2 separate regions of the Mus musculus genome follow, and region 1 is linked to region 2. A link is a contact called in public promoter capture Hi-C data. All regions are on one chromosome and are shown on one strand. The core of a region is the stretch at or near the end of the contact, and the rest is flanking DNA. Distances in the headings are between cores, read along the strand shown.

What was found. Promoter capture Hi-C pulls out the DNA fragments that hold promoters and counts their contacts.
Region 1: a contact with region 2 is called in a promoter capture Hi-C map of the HPC-7 cell line, with 3 times the contacts expected there. The contact joins the promoter of Creg2 here to the promoter of 1700066B17Rik in region 2. A contact is called at or near these places in 19 of 39 promoter capture datasets (the 3T3-L1 cell line, 3T3-L1-derived adipocytes, the C10 cell line and 12 more), 1 of 484 Hi-C or Micro-C datasets (bone marrow-derived macrophages), 3 of 115 datasets of contacts at active chromatin or transcription factors (bone marrow-derived macrophages, embryonic stem cells and memory CD8 T cells) and 4 of 9 other capture datasets (adipose tissue, liver, macrophages and 1 more).

Annotation. Positions count from the first base shown.
Region 1 is chr1:39,649,243-39,655,751 of GRCm38.p6, forward strand. It overlaps Creg2 (cellular repressor of E1A-stimulated genes 2), which reads right to left and starts at 1,940. Exons shown (of 4, transcript NM_170597.4): 1 at 1,264-1,940. The coding sequence starts at 1,698. It overlaps D930019O06Rik (a long non-coding RNA gene), which reads left to right and starts at 2,226. Exons shown (of 2, transcript XR_001778897.2): 1 at 2,226-3,027; 2 at 5,735-6,509.
Region 2 is chr1:39,845,238-39,851,004 of GRCm38.p6, forward strand. It overlaps 1700066B17Rik (RIKEN cDNA 1700066B17 gene), which reads right to left and starts at 2,093. Exons shown (of 5, transcript NR_040465.1): 1 at 2,072-2,093; 2 at 428-609; 3 at 1-102.

The sequences.
Region 1 (6,509 bases), core at 690-3,189, 200 kb before region 2:
TTTTTTAAAGAAAGAGTCTGTCACTGGCCTGGGACTCCCGAAGTAGGCTAGGTTAGCTTGCCAGCAAACCCTAAAGATCCACCTGTTTCAGCAGACTCAGCACTGTGACCATAAATTAACACCACCCTGCTTGGCGCTTTATAAAAGAAAACAAACAAGCAAACAAAAGAACTCGGGTTCTGGAGGTTGAATAACACAGACTCTCAATCATTCTACAGCCGAGCCTCTTCCCTAGCGTCAGGCAGTAGATTTCTAATTGTCTGAACTGATTTGTTGTAAACCTAGAGATTAGCTTCATACTTAAAGTCTGTATTCTCTAAGGTATATGTTAAACGTGTAAAAAGTCTTTGAACCCTGGGAATACAGAACTGGCTTAGACTCAGATGTAGAAAGAGAACAAGATCATTGCCATTATTAGGATAAAGTTGTCATTAGATAATTTTTGAAGAAGAAGAAGAAAGAACTTTCAAGCTCTGCCCACCGAATTTCTTAGTTTTGTAGATGTTTTGGCCAAGCTGGGGTTAGTGAGACCCAGAGCTGTGGCAAGAACCAGACTCCCACACCGCGGGATACATAACAAAGCCCTTCCCTGCACAGATTCAACAGGGGCTGGGCCCACAGCTCTGTTTACCAGACAGGACTAGAAGCTTTCTGGAGGCTATTCTTAGGGAATACAGAGCCTCGGCCCCTCTCCATGCCATTCTGGGTGGAAGGAAGCAGGATAAAATGTGAATACAGTTTTGTGGATCGAAAGAGACGAACTGCAGCTGAAACAGCTCCTCCAGCTGTTACCTTTTGCTTAAGCCCTCTTTCTAAAAAACCTGAGTTCCATTTTTTTTTAAAGTGTAAATGTCTACCGGAGTGTGGATGGCGTTCCTCTTCCACACCCACTTGGTGTGGGAGGCGGTGCCAGAGTCTGTCTGCAGGACTGTCGGAGCCTGCAGGGAGCTGGGAGCTGGATGCGCCTCATCTGTGATTCCAAAAGCGATCCTGCCTACGTTCCAGGTTTCCAGCTTGTCACTGTTTATCTGATCATCTCTTTGGCCATTTTAGTACACAGGGATTCAATCACTAACCACGAGACTGTTTCCCAGCTTCTCCTTCCTCCCCACTCACATGCACTTGGCCAGATGGACCGACCCATGCACACGCTGGTTCCGTTATTCACAGGGCATTCACAGCCTATGAACCTGTGAAACCGGAGTCGCCCTGCGTCCTGGAAGGGAGACGCGCACCGCCCCCGCGTCCCGACCTCTGGCTTACCTTTTCGTGGGTGGACACAGTGGCCAGACAGCCCCAGGAGCTAGCGTGGGCTAGGGAGCGGGCGGTGCCGGCATGCACCCTGGGGCCAGGGGATGCCTCAGATGAGCCGCTCTCCCGCCGGTAGGAGAACATGCCACGCGCGGCCGGTGCGGGCCTGGCGCGGGCGGAGCCCCGAGGTCGCAGGTGCGTGTCCTCCTTGTGCGCCGAGGCCGGAAAGCTCTGCTGCCAGATGCTACTCGAGTCCTCCAGCAGCGCGGGCAGCGCCTCCTCAGTGGATGCACTGTCCAGCTCCTCATCTACCTCGTTGGTGACAGCCCAGGACACGGAGCTCACGATCACGTAGCCGGCGGCTGGGGACAACAGGGCGCTGCAGCATAGCAACCAGGACAGGCGACTCCCTGGCCAAGCAGGACGCTCCCTGCCGGACAGCGACATCTTCTTGGAGGCGACGCGCCCTGTGGCGGGGACCACTGACCAAGCAGCGGCCAGCCAGGGGCGCCCCCCTGCGGCGGAGCGTGCGTCGGAACCCTTCTCCTCGTGATAGGATTCCCGGGTTGAGGGTCTCCAATCAGTCCGGGGGCCGGGGTTCCCTATTGCCTTACACTCCCGTAAGAAGCGAAGTCTGCTGCACGACCAGAGTCCCCTGCGTCCACCGCCGCTGCTGGGCGCAGAGTCCACGCGTGTCTTGGTTTTCCGCAGGATGGCAAGCGTTTTGCAGCCAGAGGGTGGGCGTTCACAGCTCAGGCTCAATGCACTCCTCCGCTCGTCAGCTGTGCGACTCTACCAAGCTGATTAACTTCTCTGAGCCAACAAGAAGGGCATCACCAGGCTCAGTTATTGCACCCCATCACCTCCGCAGAACCGGGAACCACAATACACCCACATCTTCCATCACTCACCCAGTCAGCAGTGTCCTGCGGTTAGCGACACAGACTAATAGAACTTTATTGTTGTTGGGTGTTTTGTTTTGTTTTTTGTTTTTTGTTTTTTTTTTTTGTTTTTTTGTTTTTGTTTTTGTTTTTTTTCGAGACGGGGTTTCTCTGTATATCCCTGGCTGTCCTGGAACTCACTCTGTAGACCAGGCTAGCCTCGAACTCAGAAATCTGCCTGCCTCTGCCTCCCAAATGCTGGGATTAAAGGCGTGTGCCACCTCTGCCCGGCTTAATAGCGTATTTTAAAAACCATCTTGTTCCAGTAAGAAGTTTAATAGATATCAAAATAACTTCAAAGTAATTATAATTTCTTACCTGTTCTTATGATATCCAGTCTTTGTCCCACCATGGAATATTTTCTATCGCTTATATTCCTAAAATGCAAGAGTCCTGCACTAACTGGTTCTATAAGAAAGTATCTTGAAATGGGATTTGAGTTTTTCCTACATGTCTTCACTGTGCCCTGCTGTGAAACTCCTGTGACTCTTCCTGGATGCCTGGATGTCAGCTGTGAACACAGCTGGTCTCTTTCTCTTTGCATGGGAACTTCTTGTCTCTCCCTGGATGCCCCTGGCTGCTCTTTCTCTCTCTCTCCCCTCCCCACCCCCCACCCCACAACCCCTTCTCTGCTCTCCGTCTGCTTTGAAACATTGATGGTGTCTTCAGTTTCTCCCCAAGACATCTTGTTTACTCTCATGGCTTCTGCTGTTATCGGCTGCTGCTCTCTCCCCAGCTTCACAGACCCTCTTATCCCCTGTTTAGGGGAAAGATGTGTTCCATGGTCTTGAGAGGCACAATGGGGAGTCATGGAAATACTACACACTGCAGCCAGGTATGATGGCACACACCTGTTATCTATCCTAGCACTCGACAGGTGGAGGCAGGAGATTCAGGAGTTCAAGGTCAGACTTAGCTAGGTAAGCAAATTTGAGACCAGCCTAGACTACATGAGACACCACCTCAAGATCCACCATAAAAACCAACAACTCCTCCTCCCTGAAATACAAATTAAAAATAATCCAGATCTTGTCCTATCATGTTCTGATTGTGGGATAGTGGCATGTCACTGTTGCCTCTACAAAATGGGGACGGTTACATCTCCCCCACCGGGGTTTGGGTGTCAAGCCTGACATCTCTAGTTTCAGGGGAGAGCTTATCCTCAGAGGAAAAAGACGATGAATGTTTCAACCTCAGGAAAGGAAAAGGGATTGAACTGATATGTCAGTGTGGGGAGAGGACCTGCAGATGGTAATCTCAGTTCCTCTGTGGCTCTCACGGCAGGATCAATCCACCTTCTCTTTCCTCATGCCTGAGTTGGCCAGCTATGGCAGAGGCATGTGCCTCCTCTGCTGGAATGAGTTCAGCTGTAGAACCTCAGAGGAGTCCCACAGATCTCTTTTATTTCTATGGGTATCGAGATGTTGTATTGTAAAAGCTAGAGAGGGTATATTTGTACAGATTCACACGTCACTCCCGTGGACCTGTTAGAGGTCAAGACGTGGACTTGAGTGTATTTAACTTTGCTAGTTAATTCTGTGTAAAAAGTTGTTATGGGATGTCAAACTGGCTTAAACGCCAATTATACTATCAGAGTGTAAGAGCTCCTATTTTCTTCATTCTTATCTATTTAGATTATTGTCAGATTAAGAGACGTTATTGGCTCTTACCCATGTCTGGGAGAAGGGCAATGATAGGTACTCATTGACTTATTTGCTTTAACTTGATCACCAGTTGTATTAGCTGCCTTTTCTTCACTATGACCAAATTACCCAACACAGCAATGAAAGGAGGAAAGGTTTATTTTGGCTCCAGAATTAGTAGGATTTGGCCCATCATGGCAGGAAGGGCACAAGGCACAGAGAGGTTCATGTCGTGGCACATCAGGAAGCAGAGAGAGGGGAATTCTAGTGTTACCCTTTCCCCCATTTATTCCCTCAGACACACGCAGAGCTGTGCCTCGCCATCTTCTAGATGATTCTGCATCCAGTCAGATTGACAATTAAGGCCACATCACTGGAACAGGTTGTTTTCTGTTTAAGGATGTTGGCTCCTCACCCCACCACGGTGAGAGGCACAGCATCAAAGCTCTCCTCTTCACCATGGGTAAGAGGTCAGCTCAATACTATGCACCTTGCTGCGCATGCATCTGTAGAACATTGGTGTCCTGCCATCCTCCAAACATCAGCTTCCTGTTTCCTTAGCTCAGCCTCTGACAGGCATCACATTGCCTTCTGTTTTGATGAATTTGACCATTTTCATGCCTCAGACAAATTCAATCCTGCAGAGGACTGGCTAATTTCCTTCTTTCAAGGTTCACCCATGTTGTGGCATCTGACAGGGTTTTCTTCTTTTAAGAATAATATTCCACATTATTTGTGTGCTGATTTCTATCATTTGTCTATCAGTGAACATTTCAGCTGTTTCCACTTGGTGGCTATTATGAGGTATGCTATCATTAACTCAGGGGTCTAGATATATGGTGGAGGTGTTAAAGTGAAAATTCTGTTTGTTTGTTTGTTTGTTTGTTTGTTTGTTTGTTTTTTTGAGACTCAGTTAGGTTATAATGATGCTTTGCTGGGCAAATAGGTGAAAGAATGTTTTGCTAAAACAGACCCAAGAAAGAATGTTTTGCTGAAGGAGACACAGGTGAAAGGATTTTTTGCTATAGCAAACACGTAAAAGGATGTGTACTGCTTAGAAGGAATATACAAATGACCCTACAGTCAGTGGGAGCTCTAGTATTGGTTCACTTTGCTCTGCCTCTCTAGTCTTTACTGGCAATACACATGTATTGGTTCACCTTACATTGCATTGCTGAGTTCAACTTGTGGTGGCTTCATAGAGAGAAACTCGCCAAAGAACTTCTTGTGAGGTTCCTGTGGCTTCTTGCTGCTTTTGTGGACTCAGGCTGATTGGTGAGCCTAGAGGTTTCTTTTGGGTTGAACCACAGCTGCTGATTCATGTGTGGTATTGTTGGAGTTTGTTAAAAGATCCTCACTCACAAAGACCACAGAAATTGCCATTGCTGCAAACCTCATGAGGATTTTTATTGATCCAACATGTTGAGGATCCCCCTCTCAGCATGCAGGCCAGAGGAGAGACCCAGAACAAAGAAAGACACTTTTTATACCTTTGTAAGGGGCAGATTTGGGTATCAGGGTAGCTGGCTTATTCTAATTGGTGTAGAAAGTAACCTTTCCAGGCATTGGTTTGTTTGCATAGTGACTACCTTTGGCCTAGTGGCTCACTTTGCTTGCCCCCATGATGGGTTATTATGATTTGGTCAGCAAAGCAGTAGTACATTTTGAACTTATGGGTCAGCTATTAAGTTATAGCTGTTAACGTCAGGGGAATCCTAGCAAGGTCAGGATGGTTTGTGTTTTTAGGTTTTTTTTTTTTTTCCTCAGAATTCAGTGTAGGGCAGGGTGGGGGATTGCTAATCTTGTTATGGTAATTTCTCTGAGAACAGCTAATATTATTTTGGCAGCTGTAGGCTTAATCATTTTGACCACTAAGACTATGTTTTTATATTTGTTTAGTATCCCGAGCTTTTGTCCCCGCCGGCAAGAACACACTCAGGACAACCGGAATCTTCTGCGGCAAAAGGCTTTATTGCTTACTTCTTCAGGAGGAAGAGAGCGAATGTCGAAACCCCGTCCCTTTTATGGAGAATTGTCCTCAGCCTCGGACGTGTCGCTCCCTGATTGGCTGCAGCCCATCGGCCGAGTTGTCGTCAAGGGGAAGGCAGAGCACATGGAGTGGAAAACTACCCCGGCACATGCGCAGATTATTTGTTTACTACCTAGAACACAGGATGTCAGCGCCATCTTGTAATGGTGAATGTGAGGGCGGCTCCTCACAGTTTAGTCAGCCAGCTTTTTTATCTGACTCTGTACTTGGCCTGCTAGTACAGTTTGGAAAATCCTTTTCAAAGGGGGAAGGTACTGGGTGGTCTTGAATTCATTTTGGATATTATAGTATCTGCTGAGTGCACTGTACAGCGGCTGCTGATTCATGTTTGTGTTTGCTACTGGACTGAGAACAATGAAGATTGGGATTGTCCCAAAGAAATATTCAAAGAGGTCTACTTCTCCTGCATCCTAATAATCTTTCTTTTCCATTACTGGTAGGTGGTGGGCTAGAGGGGAGGTTAAATGCTTATTGATGTAAGTTATGAAAAATATATGCCTACAGGGTGTTATTCATTCTCTCAGATAAATACTCAGAAGTGGGATTAATGGGTCTTATGGTGGTTCTGTTTTTGTTTTCTTTTTTGAAATAGGGTCTTTCTACATATTCCTAACTGTTCTAGTT
Region 2 (5,767 bases), core at 843-3,342:
AGCCCTTGGAACGAGTCACATGTGAGGTCCTGGATGGAATTTCCCTCTGGCTTTAGCTCATCTTTCAGGCGGAAGCCTCACCTGGGCTGAGTCCTCAGCTGCCTGTGGAATTTGTCACAAAAGAGTTAGTAAGTAAATGTTTATTGGTCACAAGGTTCAGGTCACCAGGTTTGATGTTTTGTTTGTGAGACAAGGTTTCACTTTTGTAGCCCTGGCGGGACTTGAACTCACTATTATATAGGCCAGGTTGTCCTTGACTTCAAAGATACTTGGCTGCATCTGCCTCCTGAGTTCTGAGCATAAAGGTGTGTGCCAGCACAACCAGCTCTCTCAAGGTGGCTCTTGATGCCTTGAGAAACATCACTTAGGTTTTTACAAACATTTTATTCAAATTTCATCTTTAAGATATATTAAATTGTTTTCATACCGTAGCATAATGGCTCTCAACGTATCCTCACTGCAGACCAATAGGTATGTTACAAAACAAGTTCGTTGTAAAGACGTTGGGAGATATCAGGTCCCTGCCATTCTCTGATGACTTACAGAAATATTTCAAGGTTGCAAGGCTGACTATTTTTTTTAATTGTTATGGTTTATATAATCCTTTATCTGTGTGAAGGAGGAATTTCTCATTACAGTGTGACCAAAATAAACTCTAAAAATAATCTGAACCCCAAGGCTGGCTTCAGACGGTGCCAGGTTCCCATAACCCTTCTACATTTTTCCATCTGTAAAGCTGCTCTCGGTTCACATTACTGGGCTCTATGGTGTGTGAATATAAGCTGAGGCTATAGTGGGAATATATATGTGTAACACAAACCGTTAGCCATTTGATATTTTAGGGATTTCTGGAATGTTATTTGAAAGATGGACTGAACTATCTCTTTGAAAGTTTCAAAACCACTAAGCGGGGGAGGCAATGTCCTAGAGTCCAGCCTGCCAGTAATTCTGCAACCAATGCCTAAGAAAACAAAGGGTCTGCCTGGGGACTGAACCCAGAGAGGCCCAACCAGGAAAAACCACTGGAGCATTTTGCTGGAGAGCGAGGTGAACAAGAATATGCTCTGGGTCTCCTCTGGATGCCCAGATCCCTGACCTCAAAGGTTTGTGTGTTTGCCTCGGTGCTGACTTCAACATGGTCTGGCCCCTGTTCAGCAGCTAGGGAAGCCCTTGAGTAATACATGCTGGTGCTCAAACATTGGGAGCCAGGCATAGACCTAGAACCTCCTAAACTCAGTAACAGTAGAGATCAGAGCAAGCCAGGGGAGGCTAAAGGAAAGGAGCAGTCCAGGGCTGGGAGACTCTGTTCAGAATGGGGATGCCACACAGCACCTCTTCCTTCTCCTACCCCCACCCCACCCCCAGCCCTATCCTCAGACCTGCCTTCGTCCTGTGACTTTTTCAACAAAGGTAGATTAGACACCAGGGTCTTTTCTGGTCCCTCCTCCTCTTTCCCCCCATTCCTTCTTCTCCTCCCCCTCCCTTTCTCCTCTTTCTCCTCCCCCTTCCTCCCTTCCTCCTAGTCTTTGGCTTCCCCTGGACTTTCCCCGACTCTTTAAAAACGTTCTCTCTCTGACAGTCGACAGGGAAAGGAAAGATATTTTCTTCATTGGTGTAAGGCACCCATGCTCCCACAAACAACAACCCGGCGCTCCTGTAAATAACAATAATGAAACTTACTGGGTCATGAAATAAAGGAAGGGGGGATGAGGTTAGAAGGTGGACTAGTTGAGAAGGGGAACGGGATTAATGGAGGGTGGGAGGGACAAGATGTTGAGGGGATAAAAGTGATCAAAATGCACAATGAAAACAATTATTATGTGCAATTAAGATATAATAGTAAAACCACTTTTTAAAAGCTCTCTCTCAGTTCTGCCCCTGTAACTACTGTCCTATCTGTCCCTAGCCTTCACATGAAACGTCTTGCCATCAAGACGTGACTGTGGCATTGCGTCCCTCCCTAAGCCAGTGTGCCTGGACTTCCCCTGCTGGAACAGTGGCGTCATCTCAAAGGTCACAGCGACTTCCTGATTTTAAGTCCAGGAAGCTTTCTGGGAGCTGATGCTCTCACCGGCCTCTGTGTAATGATGTCTACAGACCACCGCTCCTCAGGTTGGAGATGCCCTTTGATATTGTGACTTCACTTCCTGTTTTCCCCTCCCCCACCCTCACCATACCTATCTCCAAAAGCTTTTTCTATCTTCCTATGCCTCTAAAGCAGTAGATCTCAACCTGTTGGCTGAGTGGCCCCTCTGGAGCCAAACAGCCCTTACATAGGGATAGCATATCAGATATCCTGCATATCAAATATTTACATTATGATTGGTAACAGTAGCAGGTTTACAGTTATGAAGTAGCAACAAAAATAATGTTATGGTTGGGGGGGGGGGTCTCCCCAACATGAGGAACTGCATGAAAGTATCACAGCATTAGGAAGGTTGCAGCTCTAAAGCAAGATGGCGGTGCTAGTTTATAGCACACTATCACAGGGTGCTGAAGACAATTGTAAAACAATTGGCTTTCTGCCCACTCTGAAAGCTAGACGTCCAAGATGGCATCAGTGTTGGTATATCAGTCTATTTTCCACTGCTACAAAAAAAAAAAAAAAAAAACCACAAAACTGCCTGGTGTTGGGTTCTTTGTAAAGAAAGAGGTTTTATTTAACTCATACATCTTCAAGTCCAAGAGCACAGCCCTGATTGTCACTCAGCTCTGGTGAGGGCCTCCCTGCAGGAACATGTGCTGAAATCGGATAGCAAGATCCGAAATCAGAGAAATTCAGGCTCTATAGCTTGATCTCCAAGGACCTGACCAGAGTGTCACAACTCTATCAATCCCTGCCTAGTGCAGCATCCACAAAAACTTAACCACCTCCCGATAGGCCCCACCTCTTAAAGGTTCAACCACCTTACACTGCCACACTGGGAACCAAATTTCCCACACATGACCCTTTGAGGAGGACACTCAAGTCATCTCTGAACTATAGCAGCTGGTTTCTTCTGTAGGCTGTCTTATTGATTTATAGATGGTGGGCCTTCTCCTGTGGCCTTGTATTCTACCTCCGTTTATATATGTATCTAATTTCCTTCTCTTATAAGGACACTAATCATATTAGATTAGTTCTCCCTAATGACTTTGTCTTAATCATCTCTGTAAACTCATTTTCTCTAAATGAACTCCATTCTGGGACACGGGAGATGGGCATCGCCGCAACACATGGATTTTGGAGGTGGAAGAAAAAGGCATAATGTCATCCCTAGCCATGGTCAATCTCATTCAAATCCTTGGTCCTTTTAAATATTGCTTTCTTATACCCATCTAAAAGCTGGGTGTATAGTTATCAAGCAAAATGGTTTTTTTTTTAATTGCAAAAAGTAATATATCTCATGAAAACATCAAAGGTGTCGGGGAAAAGGACTAATGAGATGTTGTGATTTCGAAATAAAATGCAGCTCCCAGTCCTCACCTGCGCTCTGAGCCTGATTCCACTGTGCTCCCAGTCCCAGTGAGTGCTGGCAGTTCCCACAGGCTACGGAGCAGTGCCTACTCGGGCTCCCTTGTCTTCACCTAAGACCCCTACAACCTTTCCAGTCCCCTCTTTCCTCTGCCTGACACTGTGACCAGACATTCCATTTGTCCCTTTCAAAGACTGACTGCATAATTGCTGTTTAATACAGTATTTGTGAAAACCTATTTCATTAGTAAAAATGTCTTTAGAACTTTAGATAATGATGTCAGAGGACAAAATTCACCGAGGAGCCCTTCAACAGAGCACTCAAGAGCTACCACGGCCCCTGTACACACCCCTACACCCACCTTTTCTTGTATTATGTACCCCTTAACATCTTAGGTTTCTCCCACCCAAGGCATGATACCTTGACACCTCTGCTCTAAGCCTTAAGGATCTGCACACGTCTCACCATCTAAGCCCAGCTTCTTGGGCCAGTGTTTGCCGATTTCTTGACCGACTTCTGCTCCTGCACAGGACACGGTGTAGAGTGACTGTAGTGCCCATTTGCTTTGCCCTGACTATCCTCATACAGCTCATTTGTGGGCATCCACTCTAGTATTCTTTTGAAATATTGCTTCCCCATGTGTACTATCAGAACCCCTAAAGACGGTGCCTGCCTCTTCTGAGAAGTGTTTCCTAGCCTTTCACCTGCTTTGAGTACACCACTCTGGGAAGCCCCATCCTCAGGGTCTCCTTGAGCCATGTTGATAGCATGCTAAATGCCCAGCTTGGGGCTTATGTATTTTTCCTGTCCTTGTCCCCCTAAGGGCTGAAAGAGGCTGAGGGCGGGTTGTACAAGGCCACAAGTGTTGACTCGGAATGGATCAGAATCCAAAGCCAAGACCTATGCAAAGAAAACAAGTCTTTGTCCTTCGTGCCCTGTGTAAGGTACTTTGCCACCTGCTTTCTGCTGGTATTATTCATGTGACAGGCCAGTCTGAAACTGTAGGTTAGTTGAGGACACTGTAGAGAATGATCATATTGCCTTATATCTTGGTGTGTGTGTGCTCACATGCATGTGCTTGGGCACGTGTGCACATGGGTTAACATGTATGTGGAGAACAGAGATTGACACAGGTATCTCTCTCATTTGCTGTTCACTTCATTTTTATTACCATTTATTGGGGTGCATTTTCCACAGTGTGCACATGGAGGCCAAAGTGCGACTCGTGAATGTAAGTGCTTCCATCCCATCACGTGGATCCCAGGAATAGAACTCAGGTCTTCGGTATTTTGTCATAGTAACAAGAAACGAACTCAGAGAGAGCCTGGATAGAAATGACCTCCTCTCTCTTTCTCTTAGTCCCTCTCTGTCCAAGGAACAGCATCATAACTATGGAGAGTAAGAGCTGGGAGAGGGGTGGGGGAGGGGGAGAGAGCTCAGTCAAAAGAACGCCTGTGACACAAAGAGAAGGTGCAACCATGACCTAGTAAACTGGATAGCAACTCTGTAGGGTGTGAGACGTGCCAGTCATACATTTTCAAGAGAAGGGAAAACCCAAATACAATGTAGCAGCGAGTTAGTTAAACCTGCTCTGAGCTCCTGGCTGGTTGCGAGTCTCTGCTACAGGAGCTCTTGGATTTGAGAATGAAAGACACACATACACTAACTCAATTTTGATATGTCTTGACGATCTCAATGGCTGGGCACTTCTAAAAGTCCCCCACTGCCAGCAAATACTCCCTCCAGTATTCCTGCATTAATATCTTTTTTAAAAAATCTATATTTTACCTTTGCTTCCCTGGCTCCTTCTGGTCAGTCCCCTGTCTTTGCTGCCCAGGAGGCTTCTGTACCTACATTTCAGCCATTACTCCCTCCTGTTCCTTCCTGGCATGGTCTGTCCTACCCCTTCTCCTGGCGACCCTTTCTTCCAACCCCCACGTTCTCCTACCCCCTCCCCCAGGAACCTAGAAGTACCACCTCTTCCATCCTGTCCCGCCATTGGCAACAGCTCTTTACTGATCAATCCAAAACCAACTGGGGGCAGGGTCCCCTGTGTCTTATGTGCAGACACTCCTGTAAGCAGTTTTGGGGACCAAAATTAACATTATAACACACGCAGCATTAGGCCAAACCCACTTCAATACCGAGAGCTCTCTGCGTAATGGGATCCCATTCTAATATGTTCTCATTTGAATAGACGTGTTCTATCTTACCCCTAGCAACCTGAGGAAATGAGCATTGTGGGAAAGGAAGACATTTTTTTTTCTTCAACGATATTCCCCCAATGTGTCCTAAATGCTTTGGGTGACATT